3 separate regions of the Drosophila melanogaster genome follow, and regions 2 and 3 are each linked to region 1. A link is a contact called in public Hi-C and targeted proximity ligation data. All regions are on one chromosome and are shown on one strand. The core of a region is the stretch at or near the end of the contact, and the rest is flanking DNA. Distances in the headings are between cores, read along the strand shown. Region 1 holds the start of lncRNA:CR44034 (long non-coding RNA:CR44034). Region 2 holds the start of Eip93F (Ecdysone-induced protein 93F). Region 3 overlaps SNF4Agamma (SNF4/AMP-activated protein kinase gamma subunit).

Region 1 (3,141 bases), core at 571-3,070:
GTAATATGTACAAAACATGACATTGACACAGAAGATCAGTTTTGTCTAGTTACTATCTGGTTTAAGGAAGATTTTAGAGGTTTTCGTACAGATAAAAAAGGATGATGGAAGATTATATTTAAAAATAATTTGGTGACGAAATCAAAATACATAGCTTAAAAGACTTATACTTATCAAATTGTTTAATCGTTAAAAATTTATAGCGGTTGCCAATAAATTTCCTCAAAACATTAAACGTCAAAATAACAATTTTAATTCTACTGCAAAGGCGGAGATAACAAATCATTCGCTGTTCTTACATAAAAGTAGGATCAGATCTAAATTCCTATCTGCGGCTAATTAAGTGATATATTTATTACATTTGTACAGAAATACGTAACATACCTGTTACAAAACTAATTTAATAGATTAAATAAATCGCTACATAAGCTTACGTAAATATGTTCTTTATTAGTCATACAATGTATTCCCACATATAATTATCAGTGCCTTGTTCCATGCGAGTAACATGGCTAATCACGGACAACTAGTTTGATAAGCTCTTAATCCTTACTCACCATCCGCAGAGATTGCCCATAATCTGGAATCAAAATATCAAAACAAACAACTTGCCATTGGCCAATTGTTGATTCTTGTGGGTGTATTCTCATCGGATGTCTGTGTGTGGGAGTGTGTGTGTGTGTGTCGCCGAATGAGATACCGAATAAACACTTTCACGAGAAGACGGTCCCATACAAAATGATCACAAGATCCCGTAACCATATAAACACCACGTCATCGCCTGTCCACCGCCCGTCACTACCACACCACCACCACCACCACGACCACCACCCACCCACGTCGAACAGCTTACCCCCTAAGTTTCCTGTAGCTTTAGTTGCCATTCGCACCAGCAGTTTATTATACTTAAGTTTTCCTATAATACATTTCTTATTGCTGTTCTTTAAATCACATAGTGAAAACCATAATTGTACACACTGAGAAATAAATGGGTGTGCACAGCTGCGGAAAAAATACTAAAATTCTGCAGTGACTCATTGGCTTAAGGATCAGCGAAAGTTTTTAAAAACGAAACAAAAACAAAAAAGTCAAGTAGTAATGAAATCAAAGACAATATTTAATATTTGCACACAATTTTCCACAATTACCAAGCTGTCCGACGATTTCCTTTCCAGTTCCAACTATTAAGAACTATTTATGTGTCAGATCTCTATTATCATGGCCGCACTTGTAAGTATGTTCGAGGTTCATGCGTAGGCGACTGCAGACTTCCGAAGGGAAGGTGAAATCGGGGGAGACTCTCGTCATACGACCGGCTGACGAACGTCGACCATGTCATGTGTTGTTGGCTCCAAGTGTGCGCGTGGAGGGGCTGGCTCCATGCGTTACTTTTGTTCCCGCTGTCGCCAGCACTATTGTTATTGCCATGGCTGTTGCGGCTGGGTATTATTTGCTTGGACCTTAGACCCTCTTCCCATGATAAGATTCGGGAGCAGCTGCTTATAATGATGGGTGATGGGTGGTGGGTGGCTATGTCTGCGCCGCGGATGGATGGATGGCTAGTTGGATGGACGTATGGATGGCGGGTTGAGCGGTTAAGAGATGCGAGTCCCCATGTGAATCACTGTGGCTGCCCTCGCATCGCTTCTTGGAACAATCAATTCCGATTCATTCGATTTTCCGCGAGTTGAATGCAAATAAAAACACAATTAAGTGCGGCTGGTACAGCGAAAACAAGTTGACTCACTGCAAATACGTTGCATTTCGCAATGGCAAAACAAATGGCAGCTACACGGCTTGCGTAATTAATACCAATTTGGGCATGATCCAAAACGCACAGCTTGTTCAGTGCAATAATAACAATAAAGAAGGAGAGATCCCAATCACCTTGGTGATCGGTCATGTACATGCATACATATTTGTAACTTGTATTTGAGAACTAGTCGCTTAAATAAATTAGTAGAAAAATTTAATACTATTGCACCAGAAAACTATAATTTTGTTTTAAAACCAATTGAAAATTAATTCTATGGAAGGTATAAAACGAATGAATTGAAACACATATTTCGTTCAATTATCATACTAATTATGTCGAATCGTCTCCATTCCTGGTCCCATTAATAAATACAAAAACAACAACATCGCAGTGCGTGCATGCATGTGTGGGCGTGGCAGCGGAGGGAGTGTGGAGCGATTAGAAGACGCGCGTCTAAGTTCAAGGCCAAGCAGTTCACAGCATAAGCAGTGAAGGCAGCAGCAACAACAAAGGAGAAAAAGCAGCAGCGGCAGCAGGGCAAGAGTGCGAAAGGGGCAGAGGGTGGAGAGGGAAAAGAAGCAAACGCAGCTGAAAAAAGTGCACACAAAATTGTTTGGCTGTGTGAATGTGTGTGTGTGTGTGCTGTTTCGCAGCGAAAAAGGTCAATGACACCTGTCTGTTTGTCTCGCTCGGCTCACACACACACACATACAGGCTTATCACCGGCCACTCTCTTTCGGCAATCGTGCCCTCTCTTTCTGGCCTGCGCGCAGCTACGTTTAGACATGTGGTCAGAGCATTTTTTTTGTTTTTTCTCGCTTTAAAAGGCATTCGTGTTGGTGGCGGCATGTGTGTTTTTGTTGTTCGTTTCGGCACTGTTAATTAGTGTGGCCAAATTATGCGCCAAAGCCGCCAACAACTCGATGGTCATACGTCATCAACAATAGCCGGACAAACAATTTCCGGTTTTTAGCCACACCATTAAAAAGCCAATATCAGAAATAACATGCACAAAAATAAAATAATAAAAATACAGAGAAACAAAAGCAGGCGCAACAACAACAAACTTGGCCCGGGTTCCGTCATTGCCTCATCCTCTATAGATCTCTTCTGTTCTTCTGCTTTATTTTGGTTCTATTTCAGCAATTTGTTATTGCGGCGACTTATTTTTGTCGCAGCACGCACACACACTCGCACTTATGCTCGCACACACACACACACACACACAAATGCACAGAGAGCAGGCAGGCAAACTCGATTTAAAAATAAATAAATTACGCACAAATACAAATACATTGGCCAACATTCTTCGGGCCTCGTCAAAAATATAGCATGATTAATACAAAAATGCGCAATTCTCTGGTGTTTTTTTTTTCTACTTCGGT
Region 2 (2,977 bases), core at 114-2,613, 330 kb after region 1:
ATCTTATGTCTTGACAAAATGACTTTAATATAAAGTCTTGAAGTTCTTAGCAAACATAATTAGCTGGAAATGGCCTTATGAAAAATGTCAAAAATTTGACGATTTTTGATAACTCAAATAAAAATAACTATAAGAGAAGTCTGTGGGTTGGTATAATTTATAAGGCTTAACAAAGGTATTTGGGTTATAGAACTGATACGATTGTTTACTAAAAATAAGCTGTCTACTTTTACGACCCTCGAGTAGTGCACTATAACGATTCCCGGAAAAATGCAACGCTTATCTGGGCTCCAACCCAATTATCGATCGCTCAATCCTTGGGGGTCACCATCCATAGATCCTTTCCCGACTCTCTCACAAAAATCGCAATTCTTCAAAGTGGCAGCCCAAATGAATTATTTTAGTTTTCAGTACGCTCTGGCACTCGACATTCGCACCGAAAAAAGTGAAAAAACGAAAACAATACGAAAACAAAAAAGCTCAAAACCAAAATAAAAACTAAAAAAGTGCATGTGCAACGGTAGCCTACGTATTCCTCCCGCCGATTTCCGCGTGCCCCGCCGCTCCCCCGGCCGAGAAGAGCCTCCGTTGTGGGAAGTGGATGTGGAATATATAGACGTATAGCCGGCTCGGATCGGTTTGCTTCGTCGCTGGCCGCCAGTTGCATTTCGAGCGGTGAGTGAGCGCCTCCAGTGCCGAACGCTGGCGATTCGGACGCGGACCTAAAATCGAAAACCCACCAAAACTGAGGCTGAGCAGAAAGAAAAAAAAAATGAAATGCAAGCACCACTACTGGCAGCGAATCGTTGCAAATTTTTACAAACTCGAGAACAAAATGCTGCTTGAATAAAAAAATATGTGTGAAATTCTCAGAGAGCGTGCATTATGCATATGTGTGTGTGTGAGTGCGAGTCTCTGTGTGTGTGTGTGTGTGTGTGTGCAATTAAAAATTGCACTGTACTTGCTCTTGGCCTTTCCCGCGACTTGAGCGGAAAATCCAGCGCTCTCTGGGCCACCATTTTCTTTTTCTTCGCTTTTTTTCCAACGTCTACTTCTAGCCTCTTGCTGCTGTGGCTCTCTGTTAACCAATTTCGCTTTTAGCCTTTTTTTACCGGCTGCCATGAATGAAGGCACCCATACAGTTGCACGCAAGCCGGCTAACTCGCTCTCCCAACCTCTCGTTCTCTCTCCCTTCCGCTCCCTCTCGCTCTCATTGAGTGAGTTCTGCGAATGCACTTTTTGGCCGAGTGGAAATGCTGGCTTGCTTGTGTGCGTGAGTGCATCCGCTCGTCGAACGCGACTGCAGCGGTCTGCTCAGCTGTGGCAGCAGGCTGGCTTTAGCTTTATTGTCCGTCGGCTCGAGCGGTTCGCTTCGGTCCCGGCCCCGCTGATTTGGATTTGGATTCGGATTCTCGGTTTCTCGGTTTCTCGGCTTCACGCTTCCTCGGATTCTCGGTTTCTCGGATACTTGGCTACTCCGATAGTGGGATATTCTCGCCAGACTCGGCTTCTCTGCGAGATTCTCCATTCTCCTCACTGCCCAGACGGGCGATTCTTGTGCCCGACCGATTTGGGTTCGGATCGAAGGCGGCGTTCGCTGCTGCAGCGTTTGCCGGCGTCGCTGCCTGCGCTCTTGCGTATTAGTAACGTCGGTCTGTCAGTGTCAGTTGTTGTTGTTGTTGCTTGTTTGTTGTTGACGCTGGTCGCGGTGTGCGAATTTTTATTTATTTTCTACTCACACACACATACACAGACAGACACACACACACACGCACACGCACATGCACACTACCTTTAACATGCTTCCTCTTCCCGAGCGAAAACAACAACAACAGCAACTGAGAGAAAAACCTTTAACGTGCGTTTTTCTTATGACAAAAATTTTTTAGTTGACATGCCAGGCCACTAAAAACGAAAAAAAAAAATAAAAAAGTAAAAAGAGCTGAAAATGCAAAAGTGCTGTGACAACCACAAATAAATGATAGAAGGAAAAAAGTTTAATACATTAAAAACAAATACCACAAACAAAGTCAACGTTTTCATCGTACTGCAAAAAAACCACAAATTTTTTACATATTTACATTAATGAGCTTGTAAATATTGGGACGCATTGCCACGAAAAGTGAGTAAGAATTCTTTTTTAATCATTCCATTTATGTACATACATCAGAATGGGGAAAAAATTCATGAGCCAGCACTTTTGGGTTCTTTGTAAACATTACAAAAATTAATTAAATCATGTATGTTTCAATTAAATGTATTTTTTGTATTATAAAAATTGCATTTTGTCCTCACTCTCTCTCTCTCTCTCTTAACGGCTTACTAATTATCCTCAGTGTAGATATTTTCTTATCAATTCGGGTAGCGTATTTTCTGGGATTTCCCTGAATTATGTAGCTCCATTTGCATTATAATTAAATAACTAAGTTTACTAGAACTAACTAATGGGTGATTTATGCAAAAAATCAAATAACAAAATACTTGAGTGCTAAGTGTATAATTTAAATTACCCTGCATTAGTTTACAAAGAACCTTTCCGGATTTTCCCCAACTGCAACAAGTTTTTGAGCTGTATAGTTATTATTATACCTATGCCGTATCATGCATTTTCCAATTGTTTTGGGATCGGTTCCGTTGACTAAATCGGATGACTCTAAATGCCTGTGATTCATCTTAAATGATTGCACTGATTTGCTCACTTTCAAGATGTTCGTTGCTCATAAGAAATAATAATAGATCATTCTAGAATAGGGAATAATTTGATAAGAACTTATATGCGCCTTCGCTAAGTAATATTGAAAGAGGTAATTAAAGTCTTGTTACTCAAATGTATAGCAATTCGCGAAAATCAATCGAGTGTTTATGAAAAGCTGAAAAACTTTCCATCGTCTCAAGAAATCAACACAATTGCATTCGGAAGCCCAACAAGTGCCTCTAATGGGTGTATAGATACCACTGCCCCCTTCCAGCACCATCG
Region 3 (3,318 bases), core at 476-2,975, 430 kb before region 1:
ATTATTTTAACAGATTTTTACAATTGCTTAATATGCCTTAGGACGTTGATGATTTCACTTAAATGTTTAGTAAATTTAGGTCAAAACGGCTAGTAAATAAATATATTGTTTCACGGAAGGCAACTTTTTTTTTTTTTTTTGTTTGGTTGAAATCTTTTACGCGCTTGGTCACATGCCAATTGGAAATTAACATGCCGCTGTTAACGCAATGTTAATTAAATTCTTCTAGACTCGAGATTGTTTTTGAATCGATCGCACAACTGGCAGAATTCCAATCAGGCGCGGAATAATGCTAAATGGAACTAAGTCGAATTGATTTGTGGCCAAAAATGTAAGATTTGGCCACAGTTGCCTGGCCAAAACCCTTACCCTTTCGAGCAATATTGCTTCCTTTTTGTGTTTCGTTGTGGTTTATTTGCCTTCCGGCGAGCAGCTAATTAACGTTAATGACTTTTACATTCTGTTTGCGTTTTGTTGTCTGGTCGCGGAGTCTGTTTTGCTAGAATTTTATTTACTTACTATTAGTTTTGCGCGCATTTCTCTAACAAATATTGGCGCTAACGGCGAAGAAAGAAATATTAGAAATGAAAGCGAAATACATACGTTTCTGTGAATTTGCGAATTTTCAATGGTCGTATAAAGGCTAATTATACTTGTATTATTTACGTCTATAATATTTGCTGCTTGTTTGTCGTGCTAAAAACAAGTTACACCGTCGCGGGTAAACAAAACAATCAAAATACGATAAGAACGCAAAAGCGCAAGCTGACAATATTAAGTATACGCCCCGAGGTGTGTGGAAATCAGAAGTTTGTTAAAAAATTATCAATTCCTTGAGACTCGGTCAGGTGTTAAGTCTGAAAGTATGAGAATTAAATAAGATTGGGTAATATTTTGACGGGCTTTATAAATTTGCATCAGTCGACGGCAGCACATTTAGTCGATTGTTTACTTGCTGTAGGAAATTAATATAGATATCTATATCTGTGAACCCTTCATATCTATGTCAATATGCGGTTTTGGCCATCGGCAATTATTAGTGCGGAAATTTTGGTATGTCGAGCTGAGTTTTATATTTGCTATAGCTAGGATATTTCCTCGCTGGAAAACCTCTTTTTCCAGTTTTAATCAGTTTTCATTGTATAGAATCGCTGGTCTTCTGGTCTCGTGTCTGTTGCTTTTTAATTGGGTGCACCTTTCAATCAAAGTTTTTGTCAATTTCAATTGAACGGACACAAGACAGCAGGCAATCAACTAGCAAGAGAAACACGCCTCCTCTTAAATCCACTGAACTTTATGGCTGCGTTCGTTCAATCAACTTAATGCGTCACCAGTTTGTTCTTTCGAATGATCATGCTTTGTGCTTATTTGTTAATTAAAAGAGTTCGGGGTCAAGGATTAATTTGTGGGGTGATGGGGAAAGGTGATAAGACGCGGACCGCTGGAAATAATTATAGCTGCTCCAATGAGATTCTGCGACATTGTCGTTATTTCACTTATTTTCCCATTTCCTTAAACACGAAAACTCGGCGAAAATTCTTGCCGGGTAATTAAAAAATATACATAAATTGGCATTACCGCGCTGGGAAAGGCAGGGAAATTTACATAGTTTATGGGTGGCAATGGCAAATCCCCTATATGCACTTATCAAATTTTATTTTATTTATTACGAGTAAATAAAAAAGCAGAAAACAAAATGATATAAATGTTTAAAACGGCACAGTAAAGCGCCCCTGGCGTTGAGTAGCGAAATCAAATGTTGCAAGCAGTTGACCGGCAAGCAGTGATCGCGGGTAAACAAGCAGTTGACGGCTGAATTTAAATTTGAATTTGAATTGGTTTTCTTGTGTAGATAAACATTTTATCAATTTATTAACAAAAATATATAACCAAAAGTGAACTTTGGTAATTATGAATCACACCAGCTGATAACAGAACAAAAATTTCCAAAACAACAATACATAAAACTGCGGCAAAATGTCGGCGGTGAAGCGTTGGATATATCGGCACACTCACTCGAGCAGCTCTGCCACGCCCACCTCGCCCGGCCCCCCGCCCGTCTCGCCCACCAATAAAACGCGTCGCGGACGCAGCCACTCCCTTGATGTGCAATCCTTACCAGGAATTCGCGCCATGATGGTCAACAGTGTAAGAATAGCAACCGATTGAATAACATAAACTAGTTAATCTTAATCTTAATTACTTTAGTAATAATATGATAATATTTTTAAAATATTATATTAAAATAAACACCTAAATTATGACTAGCAATAAATAAGACCCGTATATTAATATAACATTATAAAGCACTTTCACAGCTACGTATTTATATTTAAGGGGAATTTAAGCTATAGTATTTTTAACTTATTCATTTATTTCCTTTACAGCGCGCGGCGGCGCATCAGCAACAGTTGGCTGTGCAAAGTAAGTACGAAATAGAGTTTGCAATTTATTCCAGAATACTTTTAGAACAGCAAGTACCAGGTAGAAAACATAGAAAATAACCATTTACAGAACCCATAAACCGAACCGACTTAATTTAAGCGTTCACAACAACACGGCTACAAATTTAAATTAACCTTGACTTTGAAAACTGCGCAAAGCCGAAAAGAAACCGAAAACACACCGCGAAAGCAAAAAACAAAACAAACAAACAAACGAATACGCGAATAAAATTCAGCACCGAAACCAAGTTGGAGTTATTGCGCATAGACAGCGAAGTGTTTTACATATGTATGTAAATGCCAAATACTAGAATTACTTAACACTTTTATCCAATTCGCTAGGATCGGCAACAGCGAGATGGAACGCAGAAGTTCGTCCAAAGCAAATAAACAAATAGCAAAGACGCTGGAAAACGTTTAATTCGATTGCGTGGGTGTGGGAACGAACATCTGTCGCTGTGGAATATTTTTGACTTTCATTGACAACCCGCGAATCGAGTCGTTTCAAAACCACTAATCGGATGGTTAATTCAATCAATTTGTTAAAAGTGATTTATAGTTCTCGATGAACAATATATGTATATGTATCTTAATATCTTAACTTCAAGATAACTGAATGCATATCGGAGTATATTTAAATCCAAACCATACTTCCAGGTTATCTAAATACTTTTAATTTAAATTATTGTCTTGAATCTTTTTTTTTATTTTTGAATTCACATAGCTTAAATGGCAAGAAAAATTAAAGTGTTTCCATAAATTCCATTTAAGCTTTAGTTAAGCGATATTGACTTCTCGCTAAACTAGGATGTATTTTAAAGATATCTTTCTCATCTAACTAGTAAACTTTTTCCCACTGTTCATACAAATATGA

What was found. Hi-C and Micro-C count contacts between places; a contact is called where the count stands out from the background.
Region 2: a contact with region 1 is called in a Hi-C map of the Kc167 cell line, with 1.8 times the contacts expected there. A contact is called at or near these places in 3 of 107 Hi-C or Micro-C datasets (the D17-c3 cell line, the Kc167 cell line and the ML-DmBG3-c2 cell line).
Region 3: a contact with region 1 is called in a targeted proximity ligation map of the Kc167 cell line, with 3 times the contacts expected there. A contact is called at or near these places in 5 of 107 Hi-C or Micro-C datasets (the ML-DmBG3-c2 cell line, embryo, eye imaginal disc and 1 more) and 2 of 7 datasets of targeted methods (both in the Kc167 cell line).

Annotation. Positions count from the first base shown.
Region 1 is chr3R:21,613,920-21,617,060 of dm6, forward strand. lncRNA:CR44034 (long non-coding RNA:CR44034) reads right to left here and starts at 1,821. Exons shown (of 1, transcript NR_074041.1): 1 at 1,101-1,821. All of the region lies in intron 1 of InR (Insulin-like receptor), which reads right to left.
Region 2 is chr3R:21,947,751-21,950,727 of dm6, forward strand. It overlaps Eip93F (Ecdysone-induced protein 93F), which reads left to right and starts at 1,364. Exons shown (of 7, transcript NM_001104395.2): 1 at 1,364-1,652; 2 at 1,890-2,122.
Region 3 is chr3R:21,183,161-21,186,478 of dm6, forward strand. It overlaps SNF4Agamma (SNF4/AMP-activated protein kinase gamma subunit), which reads left to right. Exons shown (of 13, transcript NM_169946.2): 7 at 2,388-2,424. Among named protein-coding and RNA genes, the nearest start is that of Snmp1, 17 kb to the left of the region's middle.